Regions from separate parts of the Gossypium hirsutum genome. Here region 1 is linked to region 2. A link is a contact called in public Hi-C data. All regions are on one chromosome and are shown on one strand. Each heading gives the region's core, a stretch centred on a gene start, on an enhancer-like site or on the middle of the called end of the contact. The rest is flanking DNA. Distances are from core to core; before and after follow the strand shown. Region 1 has its middle 11 kb from the start of LOC121223065. Region 2 holds the start of LOC107956219 (chaperone protein DnaJ-like).

Region 1 (4,303 bases), core at 1-2,500, 89 kb before region 2:
TTCAACGACCGTTTTGGTTCTGAAAACTTTGCTCAGAGTATATTTAATCTTCAAATGTTTAGTCTATATTTTAACATAAACAAATAATCAATCTTGTGCGAAGTGTAGATGAACTATACTAGTTAAGAATAATTTTTTTAATTCACGATGTATAGAATTAAATTAAAGATAAAGCATCAAATCAAATTTATTTTTATGGATCAAATTTATTTTATTTAAAATAAAAATACATAAAAATATATACTATATATATATGTAATTTTTCAATTTTTTGGGGCCAAGCCCACTTTGCCTTTTTTACAGAGAATTTTTTTTGTCAATATATGATATTTTATATTTAATTTATAAATTAAGATGGATAAACATGAATTAGAATAAAAAAGTTCAATTAAAAATTTTATTTTACAAATAGTCTTAAAACATTGTCATGTGTCTTTTTTAAAAAATATTTATATTTTAATATTTTTCTATACTCTTATAAAATACTTGTCAAACCCCTAAACGTAACTTAACTTGTAGAGTGTAAAAACTCTACTAACAGTATACCAAGTATTAATCCTTCCAACTTACCCTACATTGATTAAATTATATTATACATGTAAGCAATGACATCAATGATGGAATGGAAAAAATAACAATAATATCTTTCAAAAAAGAAAAGAACAGAAAAGAAGATAGACAGCAGCTGTCTCTTACCATATTATCAAATGGTTTCAAAATTTACCATATTAATTTCAAGTGTCAATAACCAGCAATATTCAATTTCCTCAAACAATAATTCATGGCACCAAGCTTTTGAGAAGAGACTTTAGCATTTTCATTTTCTCTTGTGCCAAAGGGTTTGAACTCTGTTCTTTCAGTAAAGAGATCGTGGATATGAGTGATTAAGTCAACTGATCCGGTGCCAAACTATATATTTTTTAATTCATTAGATGATTAAAACAATGAAGGATTGTACTAGAAAATGTTGGGAAAATTTTAGGGTTATGGGAGCATGGTGGTGGGTACAATTTCGGTATCGTATCAAATTTTTCATTAAAATAAATGTTGCATGTTCTATTTGTGCTAGTGAGGGATCGGTTCACGGCGTGTTTATCCAGGTCGCAGCATTTTTACACCTTCAGATAGACTTTTCCATGCCCATGACAGGACTTTGCCCTTTTGAGCATCAAGAATCGAGGTAAAAGGAAAACAAATGGCTTTAAGAACCTGAACCCAAAAGCAGTACTGGCCAAGCTTGTTTAGCCGAAGGGGACCATTAAAGATGTCAAATTCACGAAAGCCCAACCCCCCTCAATTCTTTGGATGTATCGAACTAGTCCACCAGAATGGCGTTAATCTCATAACAAAAGGACTTTGGAACTGCATTGCCTTACCTGCTTGAGATAAAAAGTTGGTACTTTTCCAAGAATGAAATGTAAAGCTCAATCCCAAGTACATACTACCTTGGGAGATGTACCATTTTGAAAAATTAAGCTGCTAAAATTATGAGGAAGGCATATATGGAGATGGATAAATTGGGCAAGCACAGTAAACAAATATAAAATTGTTGGTAAAGTGAAAGGAATAATGAATGGTTTAGAACAAGGCAAAACAGAAACAATGTCCAAGGATACCATCAAAAAATTCCAAAATTTTAAAGGGCACATTGTTGTGTCAGATCATAACTTTTTTTATTTCTTTATTAATTAAAATAATCATAATCAAACTAAATGAAACCTTGATTGAAGGCCTAAGGTCACCTACGCCGCGACAAAAGCCACCCGACGACATTCTTTTATTTAGAATAAACTAATCAATCCCACTAATCTATTGATAGGGATACTCTCACTAATAGAGTTACTATTCCCAATTGATTCTAATCTTCAAAGTTAGCAAACCTTGTTTGTATCTGATTAAAAGAATTGGATGGTTGTGTTTATTCGTTTTCAAAGCAGAAAAAGTTGGGTGGTTTTTTGTAGTCTATACGGGCAGTGACAGTTGATGAATTTTAAATATAGGATTACCACTCTTTATTTTGGTTTTCTCAGCCAAAACTTCCGGGATTTGTTGTACAATGGGTATTGGGGGAAGATATAATATAATGGATTGAATGTGGGAGAAGAAGCCAAAATTCAGAGGGGGCGATGCCATGCTTGTTTCTGTCGCAATGTATTTAACCTTCCAAACTAATCTTAGGAATTGATTTTACAACCCTCTAGTTTAGCCACCCTTACATAAAAACTTGTTTAACAAATGGAATATTTCAACATTGTGCCGATAGTCTGAAGAGAATTTTTAATTTGTATTTCAATAAACAAAATCAACTTTGCATATGGTAAAATTTAAACCCATAATTATTAATTTTTTTAACAACGTAGGAGTTGCCTCAAATGTAGTTCGTATTGTGAGCACCATTTGAAATACCCACTAAAATATGAAGCCACTTCCAATTATTGCTATGAAATTAGGAGAAAATTGTTATGGTACTTCTTGATGGTAGAACTAGTACAAATATGTGTAGAAGTCAGTCAAGGCTTCTACGCACAAAACAATTTCATGTCAATAAATTATACCATCTACCGAGATGCTTTTAAGTGCTTAGAAGACTTGGTCAATCTCATTTTATATACAAAATTCGACGCGCTTTTAGATATTGTGACTCTTCTTATTTTAAGTATTTTTACTTTTAATAATAATTGAAAGTAATAATCGATCCTTCTTCTATTATTATTTTTATGAATTGCTTAACTTTGCAATAACTTCTCAGAATAAAAAAAAAATTGGATTAACCAACCCAAGTGGTATCATTTTTGCCTGCATGACTTGAATATCACAAACATCATGCGTTTAAATTTGAACATGCACAAAACTCTAGGATGACCATTTTTGCTTCAGGGACCGCAATTTTTGGAAGCATGATCGAGATTTGGAATAGACCCATACACAATTTGTTTTTGTGTGAAGCAACAGGCCAAAGTAGGGACCAAACAACTCCTAATGGGTCATTAACCATTTATTTATGGGCTACATTAGGAGAAGAAGATATCTGGCCTGGAATTATAAAGGCTTCCAGGCTTCACGTAGTAGCCTTGTCAACATTCAATAATACCTATAAAAATAAATAGGTTTTTGGGTTTATATTTTATTGGATGATAATATCTAATTCTATACAATCAATAAAAATAAACTCAGGTGACTTCAATGTATAAAATTTCGATTCATTGTCAAATATAAATTTTAACCAAATGCTTACATTTGTAATCAATTGTGGATAGCTTAAGGAGTCACCTCAAAAATTTTGAATATTTTCTTTGTATATGTGAGTATATATTTTTACATTAAAATTCATCAATTGGCACCCAAAATAATTTTTTTATTTTTTATATCTAATTTAATTTTATGTATTTAAATTAAAACTAATTTTTTTTTCATTTTTTTCAAATGTTTATCTTTTCATTTTGCCCATTATTATTTGGTTCTGGAAATGTTTAGCTATTTCTAGTCTTATGTTATATTATGTGATGTGAGATATTTAATTATTGGTAGTAAATAGTAAATAAGGAAAAAAAAAGTTCTCTAATGCTAGAAATGGGCAATTTTGATTAAGAAAATTTTTATGGGACAATGATTAATAGCATTCATCCAAAGTTCGTTAAATTATTTTGTTTATTTTTACTTTCATTTCCTTCTCTAATTTATTTTAAGTTTAGATTTTTTTTTCATTTCTTAAGTGATTTCAACATTTTTATTGCCAGATAATTAAAGTAGGAATTCATTTTTATACATTATTAAATGAAAAAAATAAGTATTTAATTAACTGTGATTTGTAAATTGTAATGTTCCTTAATGCACGTAAGAAATCATATTAAAAAGGTTGTAAAGACGATTAATGATGGATTGTGAAGGTAGGGGCCAAGAACAATTTGTTAAACAGATGTCTACTCCATTATCATCTCATAAACACATTCAATGTCTGCTTTTTTCCTTTACTTTTCTGCCCACATGCAAAGAATATGTATGTACTTTTACTAGCAAGGGTCGGCTTCAAATTTTCATAAAGCAAGCCAGGTAAGAACAATAGTTTAGGTCATAAACCACATAATGATGATGTGTGAAGCGGAATATTAGGGATATCTTCCACTTTTGGATACAAAAAAGTGAGCAAATTGTTGGGAGAGTTCCGAAAGGAATGCCACTCTATCATTGTAGTGAAAGCAAGTAGCATCCCATGCAAATTAATTACATCAATGCAGTTTAACCATATGTTGTAATTTTACACGAAAAATAGTGTGTCATGTGAAGATTCTCTTCCCCGTACCAT
Region 2 (3,930 bases), core at 54-2,553:
TTTAAATCTTCTAATTTCAATTTTGAAGTGTTTATAATTGAACCAACTGCCAAACTTGCTTAGCCTTTTATGGGAAACCAGGAGGGTTATGTACTGGTTAGGTTCTGAAACATGTTGGAAAATAAGTATAGATAGAAGAAGGTAGGGTTTTTATGTGAAATAGTGCGTTCACTGAATTGATTTTATTTGTGTCAAGTTGACAATGTTTTTCTACCCTGAACTGTTGTAAGGTTGAAGAGTAATGTTTTTATGCTTGTTTATCTCTATAGGGCTCATTATTTGTTATTTGTTTCATTCTCCTTTTATTCATACACTTTTATGGTTATGATATTGATCAGGCACAACACGAAAGAGCTTATATTTGCACTCTTTTGATTTTCAAAAGGAATTTCCAGTAATAATAATAAAGAAAAACTAATCAATTGAAAAAAATCCCCAATGCTCTTCAACAGGAAGGAGACTATCAATTTTCTCAACTCGAAAAAGAATTAAAAGAAACAATTCCTCACCCAAAAATAAAATAACTATGGAAAATTAACCTGTAAATGACCAAATCCAGGCACAGTGCGATGAAGAAGAACCTGTAATCAGAAAAGGAGAAACCGATTACATGCAGAATCAGCAGAGTGAAACAAATCTGAAGGAGATTAACTTACCAACAAGGAAAAACTACTCAGTTATGCCAATAATATCATAAAAGAAGAAAACTTGAAGAACCCATTAACTTACCAACAAAGAAATTAGAAAGTACAGTTCGAAAGCTTGAAGAGGCTGCAGCTAAGGCTTCAGCAACAAGGAAATTTAAAGGGGATTAACTTACCAATAAGGAAAAACTACTCAGTTATGCCAATAATATCATAAAAGAATAAAACTTGAAGAACCCATTAACTTACCAACAAGGAAATCAGAAAGTACAGTTCGAAAGCTTGAAGAAGCTGCAACTAAGGCTTCAGCAACAAGGAAATCTGAAGGGGATTAACTTACCAACAAGGAAATCGGCAGAGGCTAGAAGGAACAAAAGAGAAACAAAGGGGAAGCCGATGGGAGGGTATAACAGGGATGGTAAATCGATGCGGCGCCTAATCTGGGCAAAATGGACAGATTACAAATCGGTGAAATGCACCGATTAAATCAGTAATAGATTACAATGATATTAGCAATACCATGAACCAAACATAGGAATGAGGGGGGATTGGGTGGGGCCACCGATTAGGGGTGTATTGGCATATCCAATACACCCAACCAAACATAGTGTCAGTGTAGCTGCTGGAATTTGTTCTCCGACAAGAACTCGGTCTGGCATAAATTCCCATTTTAATCTGATTTTTGAAGAGGCGATTAAGGTAGCAATTCCGTTAATGAAGGGAGATCTAGATTTTGGGCAACATTTGATAGTGGCATTCAAAGAGAATTCGATTCCTTCGCCGATTTTTTCAAGTGTTGTTGGTCTTTCTAGAGTCAGGGGAAACACTGTTATAGTTTCCAAAAGATGGGCTACTAAGATTAAGGTTGGAGATGGTAAATTTGGGAGAAATCTCAATAGAACTATTCATGATTGCGAAAGTCGATTCAAAATGATCAGGAACACTCAGGTATATAGGACAAAAATAGATGTTGTTATTGCTAAGTTGGGTTTGCAGTACTCTTATCGAGTGTAAGCGACTGGTCTTGTTAGAGGTATATGAGTTGGGTAAAAAGATTCGATTCAAGTGGAAGTTACTTGAAGCCATCCTCAGTTTATTTTGGTTCATGTTCTTAGTAGCAGTTTTTCTACTAGTGCTTTTATTGGCTTTGTTTATGATAGCCCGAATAAAGTGAAGCGTAAAAGGCTTTGGGAAGATCTGAAGTCATCTATTCTTTATGATTCGACTCCATGAGTAGCTATTGGGGATTTTAATGCATTATTGGCCAAAAATGATAAAAATTGTGGTAAATCCAAGGGTAGAAGGTGCCCTATATTTGGTGATTTTGTTGACTCAGAAAATTTGCAAGACATAAGTTTTAAGGGCCTTTCTTTCGCCTGGCAAAAAGGTCGAACCTTTGAGACTCTTGATATTGTAATTGGTAATGATGCTTGGGCAATTGCTTTCCCTAATTGTATGGTGTCTCATCTTTCGAGGATCAAATCAGACTATAAACCTATTTAGCTCTCATTTAGGTCAAATTAAAATACGCATAGGGGGCGTCCCTTCTGGTTCTTGGCTAGGGGGACTGAACACCCAAATTTCACGGACTTTGTTAAAAAAGAGTGGAGGTGTGATAGGTGCATGTCAGATACTATTTCTAGATTTACCATAGATATCAAAAAGTGGAATAAAGTTATTTATAGGCATATTGGTTATAGGAAAAGGCATCTTGTTAATTGTTTGACTGGCATTCAGAGAGCGATGGAGAGGTCTAGTTCTATTCACTTGTCTATGCAAGAGAAGGAGGTAAGGGATGAGTTAGAATCAGCCATGTATCATGAAGAGTTATTGTGGAAGTAAAAATCTAAATGTGATTGGCTAAAAATGGGTGATAAGATTATTAGGTTTTTTCATAGTCAAACACTTTGGAGGAGGAAATTTATCCACATTTCTACTTGCGACTTCAGAAGGTGAATGGTGTTGTGATCCAAATGTTCTTCAGTCCGAGGAATAATGTTTTTTTCCAAACCTTTATGGCGAAATTCCAGGTCTCTTGGGATCGTTACCGCCTAATCCTTTTTCAAGCCTTGATTCGAGTAATATTGACTTTCTAGGCAAGGATATTTCGGATGAGGAAATTAATATAGCTTTCTTTGATATGGCCCCTTTGAAGGCCCCAGGTAGCGATGACTTTTATGCTCTATTTTTCCAAATTCAATAGGATGTAGTAGAAAGCGTTATTTGTGAATAGGTCAAAAGGGTGTTTAATAGTGGTTCGATTGATTCAGGGTTGAACAATACCCTTATTGTTCTCATTCTTAAGGTTAGACATCTTGAGTGTCATTAACAGTTTAAGCCGATCAGCTTATGTTCAGTGTTGTAAAAGTTGATCATGAAAATTATTTCTAATTGGTTCCAGTTTATTTTTCCCAAAAATAATTGCGTATAAACAGATGAGTTTTATTACAGAAAGGAACATAACGGATAACATCCTCATTGCATAAGAAGTTATTCATTCTATAAGAAGCAAGAATAATAAAAAGTCTTGGACGACTATTAAAATCAATTTGGAGAAAGCTTATGATCAAATATGCTAGGATTTTATCAATGTCTCGCTTAGAGCTACTGGTATTTCAGATTTTCTGATGGAGATTATTATGTCTGCAATATCAAACTCCACCATGCAGATTCTTTGGAATGGTGTTCCAACATAAAAGTTTAGGCTGATTAGGGAGATTCGTCAAGAATATCCTTTATCCCCATATTTATTTGTTGTGTATGGATTGGCTTGGGCATGGCTTCCACTCGGCAATTTTGAATGGTCATTGGTGACCTATCAAACTATCTAGAGCAAGTCTGGGTTTGTCACATCTCTTCTGCATTGACGATTTGATTATTTTTAGCAAAATGAATTTCAAGCATACCCAGATTCTTAAGGTGATTCTGGATCATTTTTGTGAGTTTTCTGGTCATCATGTTAATGCACTGAAGACCAATATTTTTTTCTCGAAAGGAGTTGATGAAGCTTTAGGGAGTGGAATTAATAGTTTGCTTGGATTCCAAAGAGTGGAAAATATCGGTTCTACCTGGGTATTCCTCTTTTTCACAAGAGAGTCACCAATAACACCCTTAGATTTGTGGTGGATAAGGTTCATAGTAAGTTATTCAAACAGGATACCAGGAAGTTGTCTCTAACTGGGAGAGTCACCTTAGCACAATTTGTGCTTCTATCCATATCGAACTATTTTATGCAATCTTTAATGATACCCGAAGGTATCTGTGAAGAGATCGAATGTTTGGTCAG

The links. A called contact is a pair of places that touch in the nucleus more often than the background predicts.
Region 1: a Hi-C map of leaf shows a contact between it and region 2, with 2.4 times the contacts expected there. The contact joins the enhancer-like site here to the promoter of LOC107956219 in region 2. A contact is called at or near these places in 4 of 34 Hi-C or Micro-C datasets (callus and leaf).

Annotation. Positions count from the first base shown.
Region 1 is chrD11:29,356,903-29,361,205 of Gossypium_hirsutum_v2.1, reverse strand. No RefSeq gene overlaps it. Among protein-coding and RNA genes, the nearest start is that of LOC121223065, 11 kb to the right of the region's middle. Within about 2 kb of position 1,250, at least 3 of the 9 cell types and tissues checked have an H3K27ac peak or open chromatin away from gene starts, as enhancers often do. A contact at or near this core is called in leaf, where this site is marked.
Region 2 is chrD11:29,267,894-29,271,823 of Gossypium_hirsutum_v2.1, reverse strand. It overlaps LOC107956219 (chaperone protein DnaJ-like), which reads right to left and starts at 1,303. Exons shown (of 7, transcript XM_016891941.2): 1 at 1,249-1,303; 2 at 894-965; 3 at 730-783; 4 at 540-581. The coding sequence starts at 1,303.